Linked DNA regions of Triticum aestivum: region 2 is linked to region 1. The links are chromatin contacts, called in public Hi-C maps. All regions are on one chromosome and are shown on one strand. The core of a region is the stretch at or near the end of the contact, and the rest is flanking DNA. Distances in the headings are between cores, read along the strand shown. Region 1 has its middle 64 kb from the start of LOC123139217. Region 2 holds the start of LOC123139218 (probable protein phosphatase 2C 27).

The links. Hi-C and Micro-C count contacts between places; a contact is called where the count stands out from the background.
Region 2: a contact with region 1 is called in a Hi-C map of leaf, with 4 times the contacts expected there. The contact joins the promoter of LOC123139218 here to the enhancer-like site in region 1. A contact is called at or near these places in 2 of 5 Hi-C or Micro-C datasets (both in leaf).

The regions. Positions count from the first base shown.
Region 1 is chr6B:682,736,554-682,739,883 of IWGSC CS RefSeq v2.1, reverse strand. No RefSeq gene overlaps it. Among protein-coding and RNA genes, the nearest start is that of LOC123139217, 64 kb to the right of the region's middle. Within about 2 kb of position 1,508, at least 7 of the 8 cell types and tissues checked have an H3K27ac peak or open chromatin away from gene starts, as enhancers often do. A contact at or near this core is called in leaf, where this site is marked.
Region 2 is chr6B:683,007,047-683,010,376 of IWGSC CS RefSeq v2.1, reverse strand. It overlaps LOC123139218 (probable protein phosphatase 2C 27), which reads right to left and starts at 1,477. Exons shown (of 4, transcript XM_044559018.1): 1 at 1,122-1,477. The coding sequence starts at 1,175.

The sequences.
Region 1 (3,330 bases), core at 259-2,758:
GCTGCAGTAAATGATGTCCGCGTAGGGCAGGTGTGCAGTCAGCCGGAGACATGACAGATTAATTGCTTTGGATCGCTAATTTGTTGCTACTGCACCCGCAAAACACGCCCCTGCCAACTCGCAGGCCTCCCTCCAGCCTTTCCTTCCTCCATAAACGTTGCTTCCTGCCCTCCACCCTCGCTGCTCTCTATATCTGTTTCTTCCCCGAAACCATTGCTTCGTGCCTGAGGTTGTTTTTCTCGATGTTGCTGGCACTGGGAGCTTGGTCGCCATGGATGGAGTTGATGGTGCTGACTCGGTGACTGACGAGGTGCCGATGGAGGGTTACGACGAGAATGACCCACTGTGCTGCTGATCGTTGAAAAATCAGAGCTGCAATGTGGCCCTGGTGATGCGTGGTCACGGATAAGTCACCATGCAATGGCTGGTGCGCTGGTGGAGATGGATGATGATGAAGTTAGCAGCAACCCGTGTAAGAAGCCAAGGATCCGCTAAATGATGCCTCCGGTGGATGTTCTGTACTCTGCTTAGCTGAAATTACCATTTGTACAAGTCTGTTGTTCCTTATTGAGGTTGTTTGTGTTTCGTCGGTCTCCTTTAAATGTTGGAAAAAGTTGCTGTAACCGAGAGTGAGTTAATTATGCTAACTACTCTGATTTGATCGTATGATCTTATGTTAACTCGCTTGATTTGCTAGCATGTCGCACAGGAACGGGAACAACAATCATCGGTGTCATCTTGTTTTAAAAAAAGACAATCGTCGCTGTCATTCTGGTGACGTGGAAATATCTATGCGCACACCCAGGCTCGCATGATGATTTCAAAAAAAAAAACGATGTGTACATGACACGCCTGATGTGCCAGCACGTTAACACGGGCTTTGAATGCGAGTGATTTCCCTCAAAAAGGAAAGCGAGTGATGGCCCACAGCAGAATAATGACTGAGACGTGGGCGTAGTCGTTAATGCGGCCGTTCGACCGAGCCGGATCAGGGTGGCGCAGGATACTGACTGAGTCGTGGCCACATCAGCTGTTCCGCTTACTGTGGCCGTAGTTAATGCGCCCAGGCGCTAGTTTGAGTAAATTACACGGAAGTACCACAATTCGGGCATTGAAAGCAGATTAGTACCAAGATTGATAAATTTTACATGTCAATACCAACTTTGAGGCGAGACGTTGCAAAAAAGGCCAAAACTGATGTTTATACGTATTGACGGGAAAAATGACCAGTTGGACCCGTCTGTCAGGTGCTGACGTGGCATCTTTTTTACAGAAAACCCCCTTGCTTTATACTTAATCCCATAGATGCCCAATTATTTCGGGAAAAAATGCTCCTATAAGAGCCTTTTTTTTTCGTTAGTAATTTCCACCATCGATTTGGACTCGTTTGAAATTTTGCGTCGGTTTGAACGAACAAATAAAAGAAACGAAAATTAAATCCCGCCCAGGATTCGAACCGCCGACCTGCTTTTCCGCAGCGACGCGTGCTAGCCACCCCGCCAGAGCATCGCTCGCGACAGAAAGCAGGCGAAGCTCTTTTTATACTAGCTCAGGAACGCTGGGCCGGCCCACCCAGGCCTGCAATTTTTTTTTTCGTTTCACACTTACCTGGCGCGCGTGTTGCGGCTCATTCATGGGAGCTCCTAGTCGGCGCTGTTAGGCCGGCCCATTTGTTTTTCCCTTTCTGCCAGAAACTGCAAAAATTATACGCAGGTAACAAGACTTGAACACTAGACCTCACGAACCAATTCCGGGTGCGCCAACCACTACGCCATGGCAAGACACATGCTTATCATCTTCGTCGGCTTCCTTTTATTCTTTCTGCAGCTCGCGAACCTCAGACCCTTTCGCAAACTGTTTTTTTAATCTTTTTTTCTCTTTTTATGTAACGGTTTTGTTCGCCTTCTTTCTTTCCTTTTTTGCTAAATAGGTGCACCTTTTGAAAAAAAAAATTAAAAATTTGAAAAAAAAATCATTGGTTTTTTTAAAAGTTCATCAAATTTTAAGAAAGTTCATCGCATCTAAAAAATGTTCATCAAATTTGAGAAAAGTTCATTAAAACTGGAAAAGCTTCATCGAATCTGAAAAAAAGTTCATCGAATCTGAAAAAAATCATCAATTTTGAAAAAAAACATCAGATTTGAAAAAATAGTTCAACGGATTTCAAAAAAAGTTCATCAAGTTTGGAGAAGTTCATCAGATATGAAAAAAAGTTCATCGGATTTCAAAAAAAGTTTGTCAAACTGATTACATAATTTCTTATTTTATACTGAACATTTTTAATGCATGATGAACTTTTCTTTAGAAACGGTGAACATTTTTCTTATAATATGAACGTTGAACATATTTTGAATGCAAATTGAATATTTTTGTAATATATGTTGAAATATTTAGCTCCTTAATAATACTAATATGTAATCGCAAAAAATATATGTATTAATATTCATGATTAAAAAAAACAGTAAACCAGTGTGCAGCCTCGCTGGGCCAACCGCCGGCCCAACGTCTTTGGGCTAGTATAAAAACGGTCTAGCCTGGAGTACGTCGCGAGCGCTGCCGTGGCCGAGTGGCTAGCGCACTGCGCTGCTGAGCCACGGGTCGGCGGTTCGAATCCTGCGCTGCATTCAGTTTTGTTTTGTTTTATTTATTCGTTTAAACCGACGCAAATATTCAAACGAGTCCAAATCGATGGTGAATGTTACGAACGAAAAAAAAGACCCTTATAGGAGCAATTTTTTCCGAAAATAATTGGGCATTTATGTGATTACGTACAAAGAAAGGGGGTTTTCTACAAAAAACATGTTTTCTACAAAAAACATGCCACGTCGGCACCCGACAGGCAGGCCCAACCGGTCAGTTTCCCCGTCAATACTTATAAACAACAGTTCTAGCCTTTTTTGTAACGTCTCGCCCCCAATTTTTTCCGAAAATAATTGGGCATTTATGTGATTACATACAAAGAAAGGGGGTTTTCTACAAAAAACATGTTTTCTACAAAAAACATGCCACGTCGGCACCCGACAGGCAGGCCCAACCGGTCAGTTTCCCCGTCAATACTTATAAACAACAGTTCTAGCCTTTTTTGTAACGTCTCGCCCCAAAGTTGGTACTGACACGTAAAAATTACCAATCTTGGCACCAATCTGTTTCCAATGCCCCAATTGTGGTACTTTTGTGCAATTTACTCCGCTAGTTTTATTTCTGATCGATACATCAACTATAAGGCGAGATATACAACAACCAGCGTGAATCCACACGCCAGCGGATGGATAGGATTTCGAGATCAGCTGAGCCTGGGCTCAGAAATGAATATCCGTCAAATCTCCCCTT
Region 2 (3,330 bases), core at 228-2,727, 270 kb before region 1:
CCCCGGAGGCTTGACAGCACGAAAAAGGCCAGCTTTTCCTTGGCCTCAATGCAGAAAGGGGTACAGCACTATCTGAACTTTACCGGCGCTGACTCTTCTACATGTAAAGACTAAAGAACACAGATGATGATGATGGATGATTACCATTTGTTGAACCAAAAATGTTTCTCCAGCACTTATTTAAAACATATAAAGGACACCCAGCCCTCTTTGGTGTTAGTATAATTTAACCTCAATTAGTGAGAGAAATAAAGAAAGCAGAGCACTGCTAGTTGTGAACTTTGCAGACGTTGATTTTTATGAACAGTTACAGTTTGTCCTAACTTTCAGATGCAAATATCTTTCCTTGTCAGACGGAGATATCTCTGCGGCAGAAGACGAGAGGATATGGAGCAACCACGTCAACTGGAAATCCGACATGACGATTTTCATCGCAGGATCAGAAGCACCGCATGAGAACAACAATGCACATGCGGAAGCAGACATGGGGCATGACATCCGCCGAGCCAGGACAACAAAAAAGATTTCGCTTTTGCGGCACGCCGCCCCGGCTGGCTTAATCCCAGCTAGTAGTAGTAGAAACTTCTCGGCCGCCGAACAATTCAAGGCATATCCCTCTGTTCACACCTTCCACACAAGGGGAGATATAATAATAATACAGTAATATATTCTTGCTAATAATAATAATAGTAGTAGTATTCTTGCTAATAAAAGATAAGATAATGGGAGTGGTTCATTAATTCCAGCTGCAATAAGTAAACTAGTGCCAAATAATCTGTGCTACTACTATATACTTGGCTCTGGGTTTCAGGGGAAGGGAAGGGGAGAAACGGAAGCATTCAAGCAGCACGCAAAGTGTGTGCACGAAGCAACCAACCCACTAGTGTTTTTCTTCTTCTTCTCCTCGACTAATCGACCGTCCAGACCGAAGCAGCAACTAACGCGCACGAATCAAAGACGAAAGGAGAAAGAAAGACATCTATTTCGACCCCATCTTCTCGCGGCGGAAAGGAAAACCACCGGATTCAGCCAGCGAAATCCACACAGGAACAAGAACATCGAAAGAAAAACAGAGTCAAATCGAATGGGCGTGGAACAGGGGAGGGGAGGGGGTTACCCACCGCGAAATCTGCCGGCCTCTCGATCTGCGCGTCCTCGAATCCCTCCACGCACATGCCTGACGAAGACGAAGGAGGAGGAGCGATTCGACTCGAACTGCCGCCGCCGCAGGGGTGCTCTGGTACCGATGAAGAAGGATTGAAGGCGGAGGGAGGGGGCGTGGGACGGGACCGAGACCGGGACGGGCTTGGAATCGGAGCAGAAGATTCGCGGGAATATCTATCTCTCTAGCTAGCTCTCTGTTTCGATCGGGGGTAGGAAAAGGAAGGGAAGGCGGATCCTGTGTGGGATTCGCTGCTGGTTTCTCTCTCTCTCTCTCTGCTCTGTTTCCGAGCTGGTTTGCTTCGTTACGGAGACGGAGGATAGAGGGGGTATTTATTCGAGGGAGAGGCCGGGGGGAACACGTGCTGGTTAGAGCCCCCGGTGGGCCATGAGTTTTTTTTTCTTTTTCCTTCTCTTTTCGGCATCTTGTTTCTATTTATTTTTTGACGTTCTGTTATCCCGTGGAGCTCGTTTTTCACTCGGTGGGGAAAAATGTTTGGCACGCTCATGCTGTCCAAAAGAAGAAGAAAACATGCATGTTTACCGTGCCCGTTTTTTCTTTATCTAGAGAAGATGATTGGTTGGAGCGTATGGTTTTCTCGTGGAACTATCCATGGTTTTCTTGTAAAGTGAAATGGGTGCAGGGGTTAGATGGAACTTGGTTAATTCTCACCTATATGAGAATTACCATATTAGAAGAAAGATATATTTACATATGTGTGTCATACATAATACTGCAAACGTATATTAAAGATGAAAAGAGTATAAAAGCCGTCCACGCTGCACGGTCGCATTACGAACGCTGCCACCAAGCGGCCACCGGACTAAAAGTAGCTACTCGACAAACCCTCCAACAAACAACGTTGTAAAGAAGCCCCGCATATCACCGCATAGCATGCCCGCCGTGCACGAGGCATTGCCTTCCTCGGCACTTGAATGGGAACGTGGGCTTCGAGAGGAGATGCATTGTTGCAGACGGTGTCGTTTCGATGCTTCCAAATGTGCCAACTAACGTTCGGTGCGAAGAAACAAAAATCCCTGAATGGATGAGGATGAACGTGGTGGAATCGTAATCCTTTCGTGGGTGTCGTCCACGATGTGAGAGCTATCTCTCGATTCTTGTAGAAGAAAGTATACTTCTAAAACATGCATAAGCATGTGTATCGTGTATCAAAGCGAAAGAATGGTATGTAAGCCGTCCACACTACAACATCGCATTAGCAAACGCTGCCACCAACCGTCCACCAGACTAAAAGAAGCTACTCGCGACAACCCTCCAAACAAACAACTCCTCAAAAGAAGCCTCGCAGATCAACGTGTACGTAACATGACAGCTGTGCGCCGAGCATTGCCCTCCTCGAGCACTCGGCTAGGGGCACAAGCTTCAGTGGGAGATGTTATGGCAGACGGTGTCGTTTCGATGCTTCCAAATCTCCCGAATAACGTTCGGTGTGAAGAAACAAAAATCCCTGAATGGATGAGGATGAGCGTGGAGTCGTAATCCTTTCGTGGGTGTCGTCCAGGATGTGAGAACTATCTCTAGGTTCTTGTAGAAGAAAGTATATACTTTTAAAATATGTACAAGCATGTGTATCGTGTATCAAAGCGAAACAATGGTATGTAAGCCATCCACACTACAGTGTCACATCACAAAACGCTACCACAAAGCGTCCACCGGACTAAAAGTAGCTACTCGACAAACCCACCACACAAACAACGTTCTAAAGAAGCCCCGCAGATCACCGCACAACATGCCCGCCGTCCATGAGGCATTGCCTTTCTCAGCACTCGACTGGGACGTGGGCTTCAAGGGGAGAAGCACTGTTGCAGACGGTGTCGTTTCGATGCTTCCAAATCTCTCAAACAACTTTCCTTGCAGAGAAACAAAAATCCCTGAATGGATGAGGATGAGTGTGGAGTCGTAATCCTTTCGCGAGTGCCATCCAGGATGTGAGAGCTTTCTCTATATTCTTGTAGAAGAAAGTATAGTTCTAAAGTATGTATAAGCATGTGTATCGTGTATCAAAGCGAAAGAATGGTATGTAAGCCGTTCACACAACAACATCGCATTAGCAAACGCTGCCACTAACCGTCCACGGGACTAAAAGCAGCTACTCGACAACCCTCCAAACAAACAACTCCTCAAAAGAAGCCCTGCAGATCAACGTG